Regions from separate parts of the Anas platyrhynchos genome. Here region 1 is linked to region 2. A link is a contact called in public Hi-C data. All regions are on one chromosome and are shown on one strand. Each heading gives the region's core, a stretch centred on a gene start, on an enhancer-like site or on the middle of the called end of the contact. The rest is flanking DNA. Distances are from core to core; before and after follow the strand shown. Region 1 has its middle 13 kb from the start of ALAS1. Region 2 holds the start of ASB14 (ankyrin repeat and SOCS box containing 14).

Evidence for each region. A called contact is a pair of places that touch in the nucleus more often than the background predicts.
Region 1: a Hi-C map of skeletal muscle shows a contact between it and region 2, with 1.9 times the contacts expected there. The contact joins the enhancer-like site here to the promoter of ASB14 in region 2. A contact is called at or near these places in 3 of 8 Hi-C or Micro-C datasets (F5 follicle, liver and skeletal muscle).

What each region holds. Positions count from the first base shown.
Region 1 is chr13:12,805,579-12,809,603 of IASCAAS_PekinDuck_T2T, forward strand. No RefSeq gene overlaps it. Among named protein-coding and RNA genes, the nearest start is that of ALAS1, 13 kb to the left of the region's middle. Within about 2 kb of position 2,668, at least 2 of the 8 cell types and tissues checked have an H3K27ac peak or open chromatin away from gene starts, as enhancers often do.
Region 2 is chr13:12,757,658-12,761,877 of IASCAAS_PekinDuck_T2T, forward strand. ASB14 (ankyrin repeat and SOCS box containing 14) reads left to right here and starts at 2,490. Exons shown (of 11, transcript XM_072044103.1): 1 at 2,490-2,578; 2 at 2,980-3,019; 3 at 4,152-4,220. It overlaps DNAH12 (dynein axonemal heavy chain 12), which reads left to right. Exons shown (of 73, transcript XM_072044101.1): 73 at 865-1,783. The coding sequence ends at 1,055. The region is part of intron 1 of LOC119718254 (a long non-coding RNA gene); the gene reads right to left.

The DNA.
Region 1 (4,025 bases), core at 1,418-3,917, 48 kb after region 2:
AAGCTCCTCAGGAACTTCTCCCTTAAATTTGTTAAGCCTATGTCTAAGCTCCCTGCTTCTCCATTGGGTTTTGTGAGCATATAGCCCTGTGGTACACTCCAAGAACATCCTAATTCTATCTGGGAGTGGTGTAAAGCACTATGCCTTATCCCTGGGCTGTTGTTTTAGGCAGTCCCAGGGCATCTTACATACTGGGAGGTGTTTAACCCATATCAGTACAAACAAAGGTCACATAGTGCTACTGAAACTGAGACAGGCTGTTCTTAACCACTCCTATGAGCTATAGAAGGGTGCAACGCTCACAACAGTTCTGGCACCACATGGGTGCTACTGGCCTTGCCCCCCCAGGGGCCAGAGGGAGCAGAACAGCCTGTGCAAGGTGGGTGGGGAAGCAGGTCTAGTGTTTGCCAAGGCAGCTACAGGCAGCAAGCAGAAATCAGCTGTCAATAGCCCAAGAATTAATACATTTTAGGTTTTAGGTGCTTAGGTTTTGCAGTCAGCCAAGCCTCTAGAGGCTGGCCCAGAGCTCTAGACAGAACTTTAAAGCTAGCAGAGGTGTTGATGCAGTATTATGCATGTATCTAACTTAGTATGTTCTCCCTGAAGATACACTGCAGTATGAGCAGGAGAGCATTTAGAAAGGGCTGTGCTAGCCTCCCTCTGCTGCTTTACTCTTGGTTGGCTGTGTGCGTGGTAGTCTCACACAGGTGCTCCCACTTGAGTGCTCAGCAGGGTACTTCTTTGTACCTGAGAAGCATTCTGTTGTTTCAAGAGGAAAATTGCCAGTGAGATTTAGTAAGTGGTACTTTGTGACTGCTTGACACGGCTGTTTTTTTCCTTTAAAAAAATAAAGACTGTAATATCCTTGGAAGGGAGGGCCTGTATACCATAGTATGGCTGGGAGGTGCAAGGTTGCTTGTGGTTGCCCAAGTTCTTGCCCAAGTTCACTCCAGCTGCATGTTCTACTTTCATATGTGCCCCAGGATAGCCTTCAGTGGAAAAGCTGCTTATCAGCAAACAATTCCTAATAATTCAGGTCTTTGAGAGAAGCAGCTTGTAATAGAATATCAATGCGGCTTTTGCAACCTCTGACAATTTGCATGTCAATTAGGTAACAGGCCTGTGTAATGCTTTCATGAATAGCAAGTGCATACTTCAATTAGGGAGTAGTTCCAGGTATGTATGTAGCAGTAGGGGTGAATACATGTATTGAGAGGACACTACTGTCATGCAGTCTACAGCAGAGCACAGCACTGCTTTCTTCATGCAGTGGTATGTTCTTTAACTGCTACAGGCAAGTTTTCGCCAGTTACTGCACAACTCTTGCTTTTCAGGAGGTAACAAGCCCCCCCTGCACTGGCTATTGCTGTTATTATTGCTGTTAATGTTGCAGCAATATTGCTGTAATATTACAAAGCCACTTTTGGGAGTTAGACTGTAGTCAATCTGAAGACATCACCTCCACCCATTGGCAATCACCACTATTTTAAGTATATACTGAAGGACACTGCATTTCCTGAAAGAATTCCTTTCAAAAGACTTAGATTCCTAAGTCAATCAGATCCATTTAAAAAGTCATTTACAAGCCAGGCAAGTGCCTACTGCCTCTGCCTGGTGCGGTGTCCTGCGGAAGGGCAGGAACTACCTGACCTCAGGCACTAGGATTAATATGGCAAGTTAGGTCTACTGCTAAACAAGGCAGTTGATAAAGTAGCTTGCTAAAGCCCACCCCCGATTATGGTGTACGCAAGCAGTTTCTTTGCTGCTCTGAAGGGATTAGCTTTCACTTGCTGTGACATTAACCTGATCTTACTAAGGCATGCTGCAGAGCTACTTGAAAGAAAATGTAGTGCCCCACCCTGGTTTCCTTGCATTGCAACAAGCAGCTTTCGGCTAAGACTTCATGAATGTGCAGCTCCATTGCACATCTCCTCTCGTTAGATACTAAGTTGTATTAGTAACTTGAGACATAGCTATAGAGCTGCAGGTCCTTCAAGATCCTTTATCATCCTTTCCTCGACGAGTGTCCTAATGTCATAATGCACCTTTGATGTTTGGAGCTGGTAGTGTAAGCAATCTGGATGGGGAGGTGTTGACTAATCTATAGCCACAAGCCAAAAGTAAAAGGTTACTTGCATTTCTAGTTTCTTCACTGATAGCACTCAAACTTGGAGCAACACATTTTGTATGCCAGCTAATAGAGCTGATTTTTTCCTTCTAGTTCTCATAGCAGGTTCTCCACACTCCTTCATGGTGCAGGGGAGAAGAAATAAGACAGAGAGGGCTCCAGCTATCAGAAATCTCAAACGCAATTCCAAATTAGTTGCAGGTGGGAATGGAATCCCGAGGCTCAGAACTAGCATTGGTTGCAGTGGCAGGAGCACGATGAGCATCAGCACATGGTAGTCAGTCCCTGTGTACCCATTCACATCCCATGTGGTAACATCTTCTAGTGCTGCTAAGCAAGGGTGTGAAGGTAGAAGTGGAGTGCAGTAAGAGCCTGGCAGAGATGTTCAACACAACTGCGAAGAGTGACAGAGCCAACGGCACACAGGACATATTTTCTCCATTGAAAAGGACAAAGAATGAATAAACAAACACATATTGTTTCCCAGCAAACAAAGCTTGAATGGTGGGTTGCATAACTAGTGATGGTTACGTAAGCACTAGTTTGGCTTCTGGAACATAACTGGTCAAAGATGTTCATAAAGTTGGGGACAAATCGTCCATAGCCCTGACAGAGTAAGCAAGGAAGAACACAGCTGTAAAGACTGCTAAGATTTGTCTGGGAACCCACAGGGGCAAATAATTCATCCAGTTGTGTGTTGCACAGCCTTAATCTCATATCCTTTATTTCTCAACCTATTTACATAAGAGAGAAACTCCAGGCAGTGTAATGCAGTAAAACATCCTGAATGCAAACAAAAGCACCCTCCACTGAGGCAGTGGTCGGGCCAGCAGGCCCCGACATCCTCGGCCACCTCCTCCAGGGCTGCTGCACAGTCCCAGTGCTCCCACCACCCCCAGCCTCTGCTGTGCCATGCTCTGGCTGGTCCCAAAGCCCCTCGCTGAGCGTGCAGCATGGAGCTCTCATTGCTCATAAAGCTCTGGGGGCCTTGGCTGCCTGCCCAGCCTCCAGCTGCGTGCTGTGGGCGACGATAACCAGCAGGTTCAGCGCTGAAGGAGGGAACCAGCCTCACAAGCTCACCAACCTCACGCCTTCAGGGAACTGGGCTAAAACCAGCCCCTTGAATCCCGCATGATGAAAACCCAACGCATTTCCTAGGCCCGGAGGTAGTCCCTCTGGTGGGGAGGAGATGCTTGGTGCAGCCCTAATGCAGCCCCCTCCAAGGCACCCCACCAGCAGGTGCCTACCTGGCCAGCACAGCTGGTCCTGAGCTGCTGCCCCGAGGCACAAGCACCACGGGGCAGAGTCCCCACAAGGCTTTCCAGCCATGCCATTGTCCTTGTGTCACTGCTGGTGGTCATTTGTGCTGCTGGATGCTGGTTGGGCCACCTGAGCAGGAGCAGCCCTTGCCTGGGCATTGAGGCAGGAATAATAATAGTAATAATAGCATTATTAATGCCGCCAGATCCACACCTCTCTCATATCCCTGCTGCCCTGCAGACACGTATTTTGGGGGCACGTCTTTTGCTGTGGTGAACGAGGTGATGAAGAAGGCTTTTCTCCCAGCACAGACAGGCCCACAAAGAGCTCAGTGGGTGCTCCTGAGGGCCTGGCCTGCCCACTTCTGTATTCACAGGGGCAGCTCTCAGCTACACGTCAGTAGGGGGTTGGTGCTGTTCAATATCTTTATTATCGGTGTCACAAGGAGCGGCCAGCAGGGGAGGGAGGTGATTGTCCCCCTCTGCTCTGTCCTCCTGAGGCCCCACCTGCAGTGCTGCGTCCAGGCCTGGGGCCCCCAGCACGAGAAGGATGTGGGGCTGTTAGAGCGGGTCCAGAGGAGGGCCACAAAGCTGATCAGAGGCTGGATCAGCTCTCCTGTGAAGAAAGGCTGAGAGAG
Region 2 (4,220 bases), core at 1,240-3,739:
CAGCCACAGTCTCATTTCATCCGAGCTGTAGGCCTGTTCCCCTCTCCACAGGTGTTTGTAATTATTAATTTGACAAATTGATTATTTAGATTAACCTGATCTGTTTCTCAACCAAAAGATAATTTTGGTAGGAAAAGCACATGGTGTTTGAATTCCTGGCTTACTCAAGTTGAGGAGAATTTTGAATTGACTTACAGAGATTTACTGTTTTACCTCATGTGATTTAGCAAGGTTTGCTCAGATTATTTTTATCTGCTCCTAGTTTTCTGTGATACTAGTGAAATATTTTCTATGACTCTTTTCTTTGATTAAGAACAGTAAATAGCTGATTTTCATTTATTCACTTAAGCAAGACTTTATATTGCAGTTGTTGCAACTTAGATATAGTTAGCTAATATGCAGTCACACCAAGTTTCTACTTTTTCTGTCTGTGCCTTCTTTTGGCATTGGGTGAATCTGTTCTCAGACTTGCATAATTTTAAACATTGTGCAAGTTGCATGTGAACAGTCTAGTTCTAAGAGGATTGTTGAATCTCCAGTGATTTGAATTACAGTTAGTCTCTGTGGATGCTGGACCATAATTCTTAGGGAGATTATAAAAGCTTGTGTCTAAATGTTAATCCTAACATGAAAGCAGAATGCAAAATGCTTTAATTATGTAACTATTCAGATTTGAATGTTTTTGAATTATTACAAATTTTGTAGAATTGCAGAGAAGCAAAAATTCCGTAAAAACAGATATTGTGTTGCTCACAAAGCAATATTGCTATTTTTATTTAGCTTTAAAAATGTTACTATAAGTACGTGATATTTAGATTAGTACTTAATGTGGAGGTTATATTCTTTTTTCTTTTTTTTTTAAAGCTGCAAAATCGGATATAAAGAAATCTAATGCATATGTCTGCCCTCTCTACAAGACAAGTGAGCGTAAAGGAGTCTTATCTACTACTGGACACTCCACTAACTTTGTCATTGCTCTGACGCTTAACACGGATAAACCAGTCCAACACTGGATCAAGCGAGGTGTTGCATTGCTCTGCCAACTGGATGACTAACTTTGACCAGTTCAGATACAAATGTCAAAAGACACCTTTCTTTTGTTTGCTTACAGCAGAAGAGCATGCTGTACAACAGAAACTTAGAGACTTTTTTTTTAATCTTAAAAGAGGGCATGTGTTTTCTAATCCTCAGCATTTTACCTTAAATAAGTATGTGTTATTATTAGCACCTTTACAATCTGTAAAAGGTATGGTTAGGCTTTTAGCCTTTGGAAACATTATTAATGTGTAAACGTACATTTTATGCATTACTAAAATATCACTAAATATATCTTAACCAAAAACAAAGTGTCTGCACTTTCTGTGAGAAATAGTACAATTAATAAACTTGAAACATTAGGAGTGCTGAATTGTGTGAGCGGAAACCCAATAGATAGTAAGTTTGGGGATTTCAGTCTTGTGTTATATATAGCCTATGTTCTGTTCTGCAACAATGAAGACTGCAGTATGAGAAATTTTTAAACTATCTGTAATAGGCACTACCAAGTCTCTTCCTTGCTCAGCAAATTCATCTTTTCAGGACTTAATTTGGATTTTTTTATTTTTTTTTACTTTTTCAAACAGTTTCTGTAAGTAGAAATGATCGAATCCTCCGTTATGACTGCCTGCCATAAAATGTTATTTCTGCTTCTTTGTTACTCCAGAGATGCAGTCCAGTTTCAATTCCTTCAATGATTCTATACTTTGGTTTTCTTAAAATAAATAAATAAAAGATAATTAGTAAAGCATTCTCCTCTGCTAAAGAACTATTTCCACCTTGCATGCAGACATAGCTATCATCATTTCTTTGTAAGGATCCCTCCACAAAATAGAGTGAGTAAATTAAATACAGTGAGTGAATTAAGCACAGAAAAGTCTCACTCCAGCCTACCGTCACTGTTATAATTAAACAACTTTGTTTTTCATTTCATTGCTTACTGTGTTTTACATGTAGAAGAGGTTTGGGATGTTTCTTTCTGAAAAACTCCTTTTCCATGTACAGACTCTATATTATCTTTTGTTTGCATTTCTATTTCTATTAATATTTATATGTAAATTGTGATTAGGCAATCAGAGGTGCATAGTAATTTTATTAGGGTCATCTCTTTATTTTATTTAATAGTTTATACTTACTTTTATTGCTTGTATTATTTTCTTTATGTGTCATCTTACCCATTTTTAAACAAGCTCCTGCCAGTATCTGTAGTGAACCCTTGTGAAGTACTAATGTTTTTTTTTCTCTCTGTAAGGTAATACTACTTGCAGTTCTCAGCTTCTCATTCCAAAAACTTAAACAAGAGTATTTTGTAAATAAACAGAACTTCAAATTTCTTCTTTTGCTGACACTATTTGTCAGGTCAGGTTATGAAATGTAACTAACCTGTATGAAAGAAACGTGGAGAAAGTCCCAGAGTATCTTATGATAGGTTATTTATAGTGAGCTATTAACGGACACAAACTCCACTGAGATCAGTTTCTATCCTGCAAATATTGCTTTCAACTTAATAATCACTTCTTCAAAGTGTGAAGTCTTCCACAAGGTGAGGAAAAACTGCATTTTCTCAATTCCTAGGAAAATTAGTACTTTTTAAAAAGGTGTTTATGTTCACATTGTACTACTGTAGGTGTAATCGAATGCTAATAGATACTTGTATGCATGTTTTCTTACTAAATTTCTCTTCCTTGATACATATTCAATTACAGAGCAAGGCCTTGCAATCACACGTTAGGTGGATCACATAAGAAATGAAATGATGCAGGTTTGCTGTGAATTACTGCTGTTCAACTTTAAGACGTTTCTGAAATTTTTCCAAGTGTTGTATTGACATTTCTTCATTTTGCTGTGCTTATTCATTTTCTCATTTATTTATTTACCTTCATTTTTATTTGCTCATTTTATTTTATTTTGCCCTGTATTTTTAGTGTTTTGTTTTGTTTTCAGGTCAACTCTCTTGAAAGACAGAAGTGCAAGTTTTGATGAGGTAAAATCGATGAAAGGTTAGAGTCTAAAAGAACATCTTTGATTTTAATCTATAGTAACATAGCCAAATATACAAACGAATAGTGCTGCAGGTTATGCATATAAAGAAGTGTACATCTACACACATAATATTTAATGACTGATTTGAATGTAAAGATTTTCTAATATTTTTTTATTTGAACATTTAGACTTATATAGTATAAATGGGATTTTTGTGCTACATTGTTTGTGTTATAATCTTAAGATTCCTAAAAATATTCTTAATTGAATCCTTCCAACTTGGTAAACATTTTCTTTTTCTTTTCTTTTAACTGTAGTGATGTTTTTAAGCTATTTATTTTTAACTCCATTATGATTACACCAGTGTTTTTTTGATTTTTGCATATATTTGAATTTATATTGTTACAATATTTTTCTATATATCCCTTACAACTGTTAGGCAAGTACAGGTATGCATTAACAAAGAATGCGCACTTGTAGGTTTCTCTCTGCCAAATAGCTGCAGTTTATGTACATAAGGTGGTAAGTTTGGTCTTTTTTTCAGCCATGGAGTATGATGTTGTTCCAGTTGAAAGATTGAAGTACACGATGTTAGCACAAATTTGCAATATTTTTTCTGACTACAAGATATGGCTCTAATGATATCTTTGTTGAAACACGTTGACCAAAAGGTATTACTAACAAATCTTGTGTCTTTCAGCTACTTTTCACTATCAGGCCCTCTGTGAACAAAACAAAAAACATCCCAAATTTTATTGCAGATCTGCTTTCCTACTAAGGAAGCATCAGAGCATGATTGTGGTATTTGAGTTTCTGAAAGATTTAAGAGGGAAGGAGTATTTAAACCATCTGAAAATTGTATTTTACTTATTTTATTCTTCCTAGTAGTAATGCCAGATGAAGTACCTGTTCTGTATGTTCAGTCTGTGGAATAGAGATAAAAGCTAGCACATGCTATTGGACTTAGAAGACCTTTATTCTGTTCTAGAGTAGAACAGCTCTCTTTGCAGTGTTCCAGACTAAATACCTGGGAGAAGACGGTAGCTTGAGAAGGAGGAGTTCTGATTCATTTATTTTAGGCAATGCTTTGTTTCTCGATTGTTTAAAAACAATTGCTGTTTCTATTACTCCAGACATAACCTGAAGACTTAACATCTGTGTCCAGTTAAAAAGCAGAGTTTTCCTACAAAAAGGTGATCCAA